Regions from separate parts of the Mus musculus genome. Here region 2 is linked to region 1. The links are chromatin contacts, called in public targeted proximity ligation maps. All regions are on one chromosome and are shown on one strand. The core of a region is the stretch at or near the end of the contact, and the rest is flanking DNA. Distances in the headings are between cores, read along the strand shown. Region 1 holds the start of Zp1 (zona pellucida glycoprotein 1). Region 2 holds the start of Ms4a8a (membrane-spanning 4-domains, subfamily A, member 8A).

The links.
Region 2: a contact with region 1 is called in a targeted proximity ligation map of pancreatic cancer cells. A contact is called at or near these places in 1 of 130 datasets of targeted methods (pancreatic cancer cells) and 1 of 9 other capture datasets (liver).

The regions. Positions count from the first base shown.
Region 1 is chr19:10,918,582-10,922,444 of GRCm38.p6, forward strand. It overlaps Zp1 (zona pellucida glycoprotein 1), which reads right to left and starts at 2,020. Exons shown (of 12, transcript NM_009580.2): 1 at 1,823-2,020; 2 at 799-920; 3 at 121-484; 4 at 1-31. The coding sequence starts at 1,994.
Region 2 is chr19:11,079,238-11,082,739 of GRCm38.p6, forward strand. Ms4a8a (membrane-spanning 4-domains, subfamily A, member 8A) reads right to left here and starts at 1,866. Exons shown (of 7, transcript NM_022430.2): 1 at 1,747-1,866; 2 at 147-366. The coding sequence starts at 1,859.

The sequences.
Region 1 (3,863 bases), core at 770-3,269:
ACCTGGCACCGCTCCTGGGGCAGATGGGTACCTAGGGTTGGTGACAGAGCAGTGAGGAAATGACTGTTTAGAGCTCAAAGGTCCCAAGACACAGACTGTACACAGAGAAGGCCCACATACCTACAGAATCCAGCTCAGTCAATTCCCAGGGCTCCAGCGTGCCCCATTGGGAGTGAGGTACAGTGGATCCAGCAGGTCCAGGTCCTAGGGATGGCGGAGCAGGAGTTGGATGGATGAAGCTCTGTTCTGGGTACAACGTAGTGAGACCAGTGTGGCCAGACCCAGCCAAGGTGTGGTCAGGGATGGGGTGAAGGGCAAAAGCATGAGGTGTAAAAGGCTCAGGTGTGGTGGGTGGAGCCAGGTAGGGGTCCGGAGTCACGGTGTGGTCTGGTTTGGGACAGATCAGTGTGACATCTTGTGCTATATCCACACGGCCATTGGGTAGGACGGCTTGTATGAACACCCTCAGGTGGAACCGCCCATCCTGCAGATGAGAGAGCCATAGAGAGCAGCTGAGTGTGGCCACCTGACACTTCAGGTGAGCGTGAGGGCTGGGCTGGAGGCCAGAGCATGGTGCCTGGCTGTTGACTACACCCAGTCCTGGAGTGGTTGCCACCCAGGCTGGCTGCTGTTAATGGAAACTGAGCATCCCTGGTGGAGAGGGAGCCGATTTGTGGCGTATCTCAGGATCTAACCCGTCACCTACCCACTCCCCACCCCTCATAGGCTCTATTCTTTTCTGGTCATAAGGGGCAGTTAGGACAATCTCCCTCTGTCCTCACATGTGACTCTCCTTACCTTCTCTAGAACGTGGCAGCCTTTGTAATCAGCTGAGAATACTGTGTGCTCCTGGGCCTCACTGGTCACCCAGTGGTAGCAGATAGAGCAGTTATTCACCTCAAACCGGTTCCCAAATTCATCTGGGTAGGGGGAGGAGATTGGGGAGGGAGTCTCAGGTGCTGGAGGGCAAAGGGCTGCTGGGAACCTCTGAAAAGCTCTTGAGGCGGGCTTGTTTCAAGACCTAGTTTTTCTTGCTAGCTCAGCTGTGTGGCCTTAGACAAGTGTCTTTCCCTTTCTGGTTTTGGTTTTCACTTCTGTCGTTGGCTCTTGGTAGCTGGGATAAGGGAGTGTTCACAGGGTGTCAGACACAGACTGAACACCTTATAGCCTAAGTTTAGTTAACCACGTACCTTGGCTGAGGCATCTAGGAATCCCAAGGACTCAGACCAACACAATAGGAGTGAAATGAGGGCAGAGTGAAAGAAGGAAGCTTATTTGTCATCTTAACTGTCTCATTTGGGGACACCTGCTCACTTGCATTGTTATTTCAGAACAGCAAACACCGAACCCCTACCCCACCCCATCCTACCTCACCCCGGGCTGCCCTCACCCTTCTTTTTCCATGCACAGGGCAAGTGTGTGTGTGGGAAGGGGGTCATCTTTCTCACCTCGCAGATGCTGCTCTGAAAGTGAGATTCAAATCATCACACAGAACCCCCCCCCCCACACACACACCTATTCTCTACATTAAATCACACCCCCAAGGGTGTTTTGTGGGCCCGAAGCTTGCAGCTGGAAGTTGAGAGCCCAGCATTTGGAGTCAGGGCCTGTCTTTCCTACAGGTGATTGTTGTGCACAGGGCACAGGAGAGTCCTGTCTCTGTGTGGTGATGGGCAAGAGGCTGGTTCTTGCAGCCCTCTTGAGTGACTGGCCTCTTCTCCTCCAGCGCCTGCCCCCGGGAAGAGGTGCAGCTCCCTCCTTGCAGCAGGCTGGGCTTGGGACTAGGCATGGGAAATTGGGAAGGGTGTCTGCCAGCACTCACCCAGCACCTTGAATTGGACAGTCTGGTTTGGCCTAGGGAACACCAGCAGCTGCATGCCCCGTACCCCACAGTCATAGCTGTATTCAAAGCCAGGCTCGAGATGCAGGCGCTGACCCAATCTCAGGGGAGCTGCCGCCAGCAGAAGCAGGACCACAAAACAACCCCAGGCCATGATGGAGGTCCCTGTCTGTCAGCACAGACACCCACAACAGTCTCTATGATTTCCCCATCATCCTACTTGGGGGGCCAAATCTTTATATGCATCAGGCAGGAAGTGGTAGCCTCTAGGGGCAAAGGAGATCCACCTGGGGGAGCAGCTGCTTAGCCTACAAGGGGCTATGGAGAAACTCCTTCCCCTGAGGCAGGAGAAGGCACGTTCCATCCTGGGTCTATCAAGGATCTTTAGAAAGCTGCTCCTGACCCCTCACCAATTTTCTGTGGCAGCTGGGACTACCCAGGGATTTCTAGCAAAGAGGCTGCAGGAAGGCTATAGGACAGCAGTCATTCCTGAATGCTTCAGTCCACTGACTGGGTGCTTCCCAGTCTCACATGGGTGTGGGAACTTTCTGCCCAGGTATCCTTCTTCCAGGGTTTCCTTCTACCTGTCAGGACCCTGGAAACTGAATACAAGGTTACTCCCTGCCCCCACTCAAGCCCAGCTCCTGGCAGAGCTGGCAGAATGAGGGTGGTGGGTGGTAAGCAATCAGAGACTGGTGGTAGCGCCTCTCAGTGTTCTCATAGTTAATCCTTGGCGATCACATCCTCTGCTAGAAAACACAAAATCCCAGATGCACGAATGTCTGAAATATTCTGAGCACCAATATGATGGCAAAAGTGGAAGTCTGTTCTTGACCTTGTGATGAGTCACACATTACACACATGATACAGCACAAATCAAAATCCAGTTGCTGGGTCCACATGGTGGTACATGCCTGCAATCCCAGCACATGGGAGGCTGAGACATGAGGATCATAAGTTTGAAGGCAGCCTGGGCTACAGAGGGAGAGAGAGAGAGAGAGAGAGTGAGAGAGAGAGGGGGAGAGAGAGAGAGGGAGAGAGAGAGAGAGAGGGAGAGAGAGAGAGAGCAAGAGAGCAAGAGAGAGGGAGAGAGAAAGAGAGGGAGAGAGAGAGCAAGAGAGCAAGAGAGAGGGAGAGAGAGAGAGGGAGAGAGAAAGAGAGGGAGAGAGAGAGAGAGAGAGAGAGAGAGGAGAGAGTGCTTGTTATGTAAGTATGATGATCTGAGTTCAAATTCCCAGCATCCATGTAAACAGCCAGGTGTTTGTAACACCATGACTCTTGGGATCAGAGATAAAAGGATTACTGGGGCTTTCTGGCTGCTAGCCTAGCTCCAGATTCACTGAGAGATCCCGTCCCAAAGGAATCAGGCGCAGTAATGAACAGGTGTGCTGGTTCATTTTTTGCCAGCTTGACATAAGTTAGAGTCATCTGGGAGAAGAAACCTCAGTTGACCTGTAGAAATCAGATTGACCTGTAGGGGAGTCTTCTTGATTGGTGATTGACCCAGGAGGGCCTAGGCCCTGTGGGTGGTGCTACGCATGGGCAGGTGGTCCTGGTTTGTACAAAAAAGTAAGCTGAGCGAGTCACGAGGAGCAAGCTAGTAAGCAGCATTCCTCCGTGGTTTCCTCCTGTCCTGACTCCCCCCAGTGATGCACTATTTGTTACCTGTAAATATAAAATGAAATTAATCTTTTCTTCCCCAGTTTGCTTTTGGTCATGCTGTTTATCACAGTATTGGAAAACAAACTAAGGCAGTGGGGTACCAGACATCCTGCTCTGGCCTCTCCTCATGCATGGGTGCTCACAGAACACACATGCACACACAAATATAAAACACCTTTAGTCCCAAGCATTTTTGATAAGCAGTGCTTAAGCATAATAAATGAAATAATATAAAATAAGAATAGATAATGGAATAAACATGGCATCCTAGATAGATACCGGGAAAGCTTAGGAGATGTATCTACCAGGTTATTGACAGCGAAACATGCCTGAGACTATTAGAAGGCATTAGCTACGGGGA
Region 2 (3,502 bases), core at 616-3,115, 160 kb after region 1:
TGACATGGCACTAAGCCCTTTACTAACTGAAATATCCTGTTCCCTGGCCCCTTATTTGGAATTTCTATTAGTCTGTCTCAAGCCTCTGCTTTCCTCTCTCTGTAGCACATGGTCTCTGGCTCACACAGTGGACTCCTCTTACTTACCCCTAGGACTTGTCCCTTTTTCAAGACTCTCTGGGCAGGCGGTTCGGTCATAGCTGGCACCAAACCAGGCAGATGACCAGAAATCACATGGACTTGAGGCTGATTGCTGGGATAAATAGGCATCTGAGGCACGGTTCCTGGGACCACAGGATAACTGTTGGGCGGTGCCACCACATATACAGAATTGGCCATGGGGCCCGGTGAAGTTACTGTATTCATGCTGACGAAAAAGAAATACAACAGAATCACTCATCATTTATATACTGTGTTTACATTTTAAAAAGACTTCAAGAGGCTGGGGAGGCAGCTCAGTCAGTAGCCACTTGCTCAACAAACATTAGGATATGGGTTTAGATTTCCCAGCACCTTTTGTAAAAAGCCAAGTGTAGGGCCAGTGAGACGACTCAGCAGGTAAAGTCATTTCTGCCTGGTGACCTTGAGTTTGGACCCTGAGACTCACGTGGTGGAAAGAGAGAACTGATTCCTAAAATTTGTTCTCTAATTTCCAAGAACATTTAGTGGCACTTGTGTGACCATAAACAATAAGTAAATAAAGTATAATAACAGTAATTAATAATAATAACAAGTCTATTGATATTGTCTTTATTGCTAGGTGCACCTGTGGGACAGGAGAGATGGGATCTCTGGAGAGCGAGTAAGGGAGACACCCTATATAGTCCTGTGGTCTCCATATACATGTGAACACACATACTTGATCATGTGCATGCACACGCACACACATAGGACATTAAACACTTTAAAATAACCAAGAATGATTTTTACCTGAGCAATTCAACCCCACCTATTTGTTAACACCATCTTAGAGATAATGTTAAACTTCTATTTCAGGGCTTGTTGAGAATGCCAGGCATATGCCAGGTAAGTGCCAGGCAACCAACACTTTACAAATGCTTCTCTTACAGTTTTAACTTGTCCCATGGATGAAAAAGTAAAGCCCGGAGAGGCTAGGCACTCCCGGAAGCCAGGCTGTGCCATTTCACTCTTTGCATGTCTCCTACTATCTTGATCCTGTTTTGTGTACAGTGGAATTATCTGATCTCAGAGTCCCACAGGTAGAAAGACTCTTGGGGAACATGGAGTTTAGTTCTCTTAGATTTTGGAAAAGGAAACAGAGTGTGACAGTAGTGTTGACTTCTCCAATGTCATGTACATATTAGAAAAATGGAGGCCATTGTGCTCAAGGGAAGTCTATTGTCAGTGTAGTGGGTGTGTGTGTTGTCTGGTTTAATTTTCTAGGGCCATTTTATTATTTGTGTGTGTATGTGTGTATGTGTGCCTTCCATGTTACACACTTGGAGGCCAGAAGATAACTGGTGGGAGTTGATTTTATCCTTCTACCCTGTGGGTCTCAGCATTAACCCATACCCAGTGAGTGGTATACCTTTAAAAGTTTCTCTTCTTCCATTCTGTTTTTGGAACAGACACAATAAAATAAGTACAATACACCCTTCTATGTTTTTCACCCAATATACCTCTCCAGCGTCTTTCATCCACTTACATTCCCCATGTCTCATTTGACACAAACCCCTTATCTCCATTCATCAGCAATTCATATAACCATTTGATCACACACACTCACCTTACTGTGCCCGGTTGCCAAGTAAGTCTCTCTTGCTCCGGTTCCCAACTCTTTGCTGTAGAAAACTTACTCCCCGAGAGATTGACTGCACCCTGTGCAGTTGGGCGATTCATTTAGAATGATCCAAAGTCCTCTCTACTTCTTTCCTGGGTGAGGCCTGGGTCAGCAGCTGGTCAGAGCTTCCACACCCACATTTGCTTCCTGTTTTAGTTATGGAACCAATTAAATACAGCTCATTTTGTCAAGGGCTTCAAGGTGCCTGAATGGAGAGTTGAGGTTGTGCTGGGTGTTCTAGGAGACAAAAGAATGACCTGGACATTCAGGGCTGGATGTACTGTGCTGAAATAGAGGACAGGTTGACTCAGTTTCACAGCAAAGAAATACATGATCCCAGGAGAACACAGAGAGAGCTGTGGAGCTGGAGTGCTTAGACACTTGAAATCATTGAACTGCAATGAGAAAAGATGGAATCAATGGATAAAATGAAAGTTACACTCAACTCTCTTCCATAGGTTTAAAGTCATTTACTTTTATGTAACGTGTATGGATATTTTGCCTCTATGTATGCTTATCTGCTTTGTGTGTGCAGTGACTGCTCTCACAGACAGTTGTGAACCACCATGTGGTTGCTGAGAATAGAACTTGGGTATGCTGCAAGAGCAGATGTCTCTTAACCATGGAGTCATCTCTCTCTTCCCTTCCATTTATTTATTTATTTATATTTATTTATTTATTTATTTATTTATTGTAAGTACACTGTAGCTGTCCTCAGACACTCCAGAAGAGGGAGTCAGTTGTGAGCCACCATGTGGTTGCTGGGATTTGAACTCCTGACCTTCGGAAGAGCAGTCGGGTGCTCTTACCCACTGAGCCATCTCACCAGCCCCCCTTCCATTTATTTTTATCTCACCTGGAAAATAAGGATCTTGTCTGAGAACTGCTGTACTGGAGCAGTGAGGTCTTTGGAATCAGATGTGACATATTGACTTTTTAAAAATTCCAATTGGCATACGAAAGACACTCATTAGACTCTCCCTGACTGAGCACACTGAGATGAGAGGATGGCTGGCACTTTGCAAGCTGACCAACTGAAAGAACATTATAGGCAGAGGCTATCGAAAGGGACAAAGCCAAGAAGGGAAGAAAGCACAGGACAAGTTTTGGGTAGGCACACACAAGGGACATTGAAAGCAAAAAGGATGAAAAATTCTAATTCAATCAAACCTTGCCAATACCCTTTTCAGATTTGCCCCCAAGTTTTTAAAGCCAGCTTTTTATTAGACCTTATCTGTGGGATCATTTCTTCAAATTTGATATTGTTTTATTGTGTGTATGTGTATGTGTGTGTGTCCATGCATGATGTGTGTGTGTCTATAGGTCAGAAGTCTAGATGTTTTCCTCTGTCTTATTTTTTCATTTTTCAAAAAGTTACTTTTAGCATATATTAGTTGTATATAATGATGAGGTTCACTCTGGTGTTTCATACAATTATATACTATATACTTTGCCTTATTTTTCATTTTTCAAAAAGTTACATTTAGCATATATTAGTTATATGTAATGATGAGCATATTCTGATTTATACACTCAATACCTTATTTTGATCACAGTCACCTGTCATTATTCCTGTATTCCTTTCACTCCCGTTGATCCTCTTCCTTTTACCAACCAGCCCCCATCTTTCCTCATGCTTCTCTTCTTTATTTTTAGCGAGCAATATGTTTAATAAAGATCACGTATGGAAACCTTTTGAGGA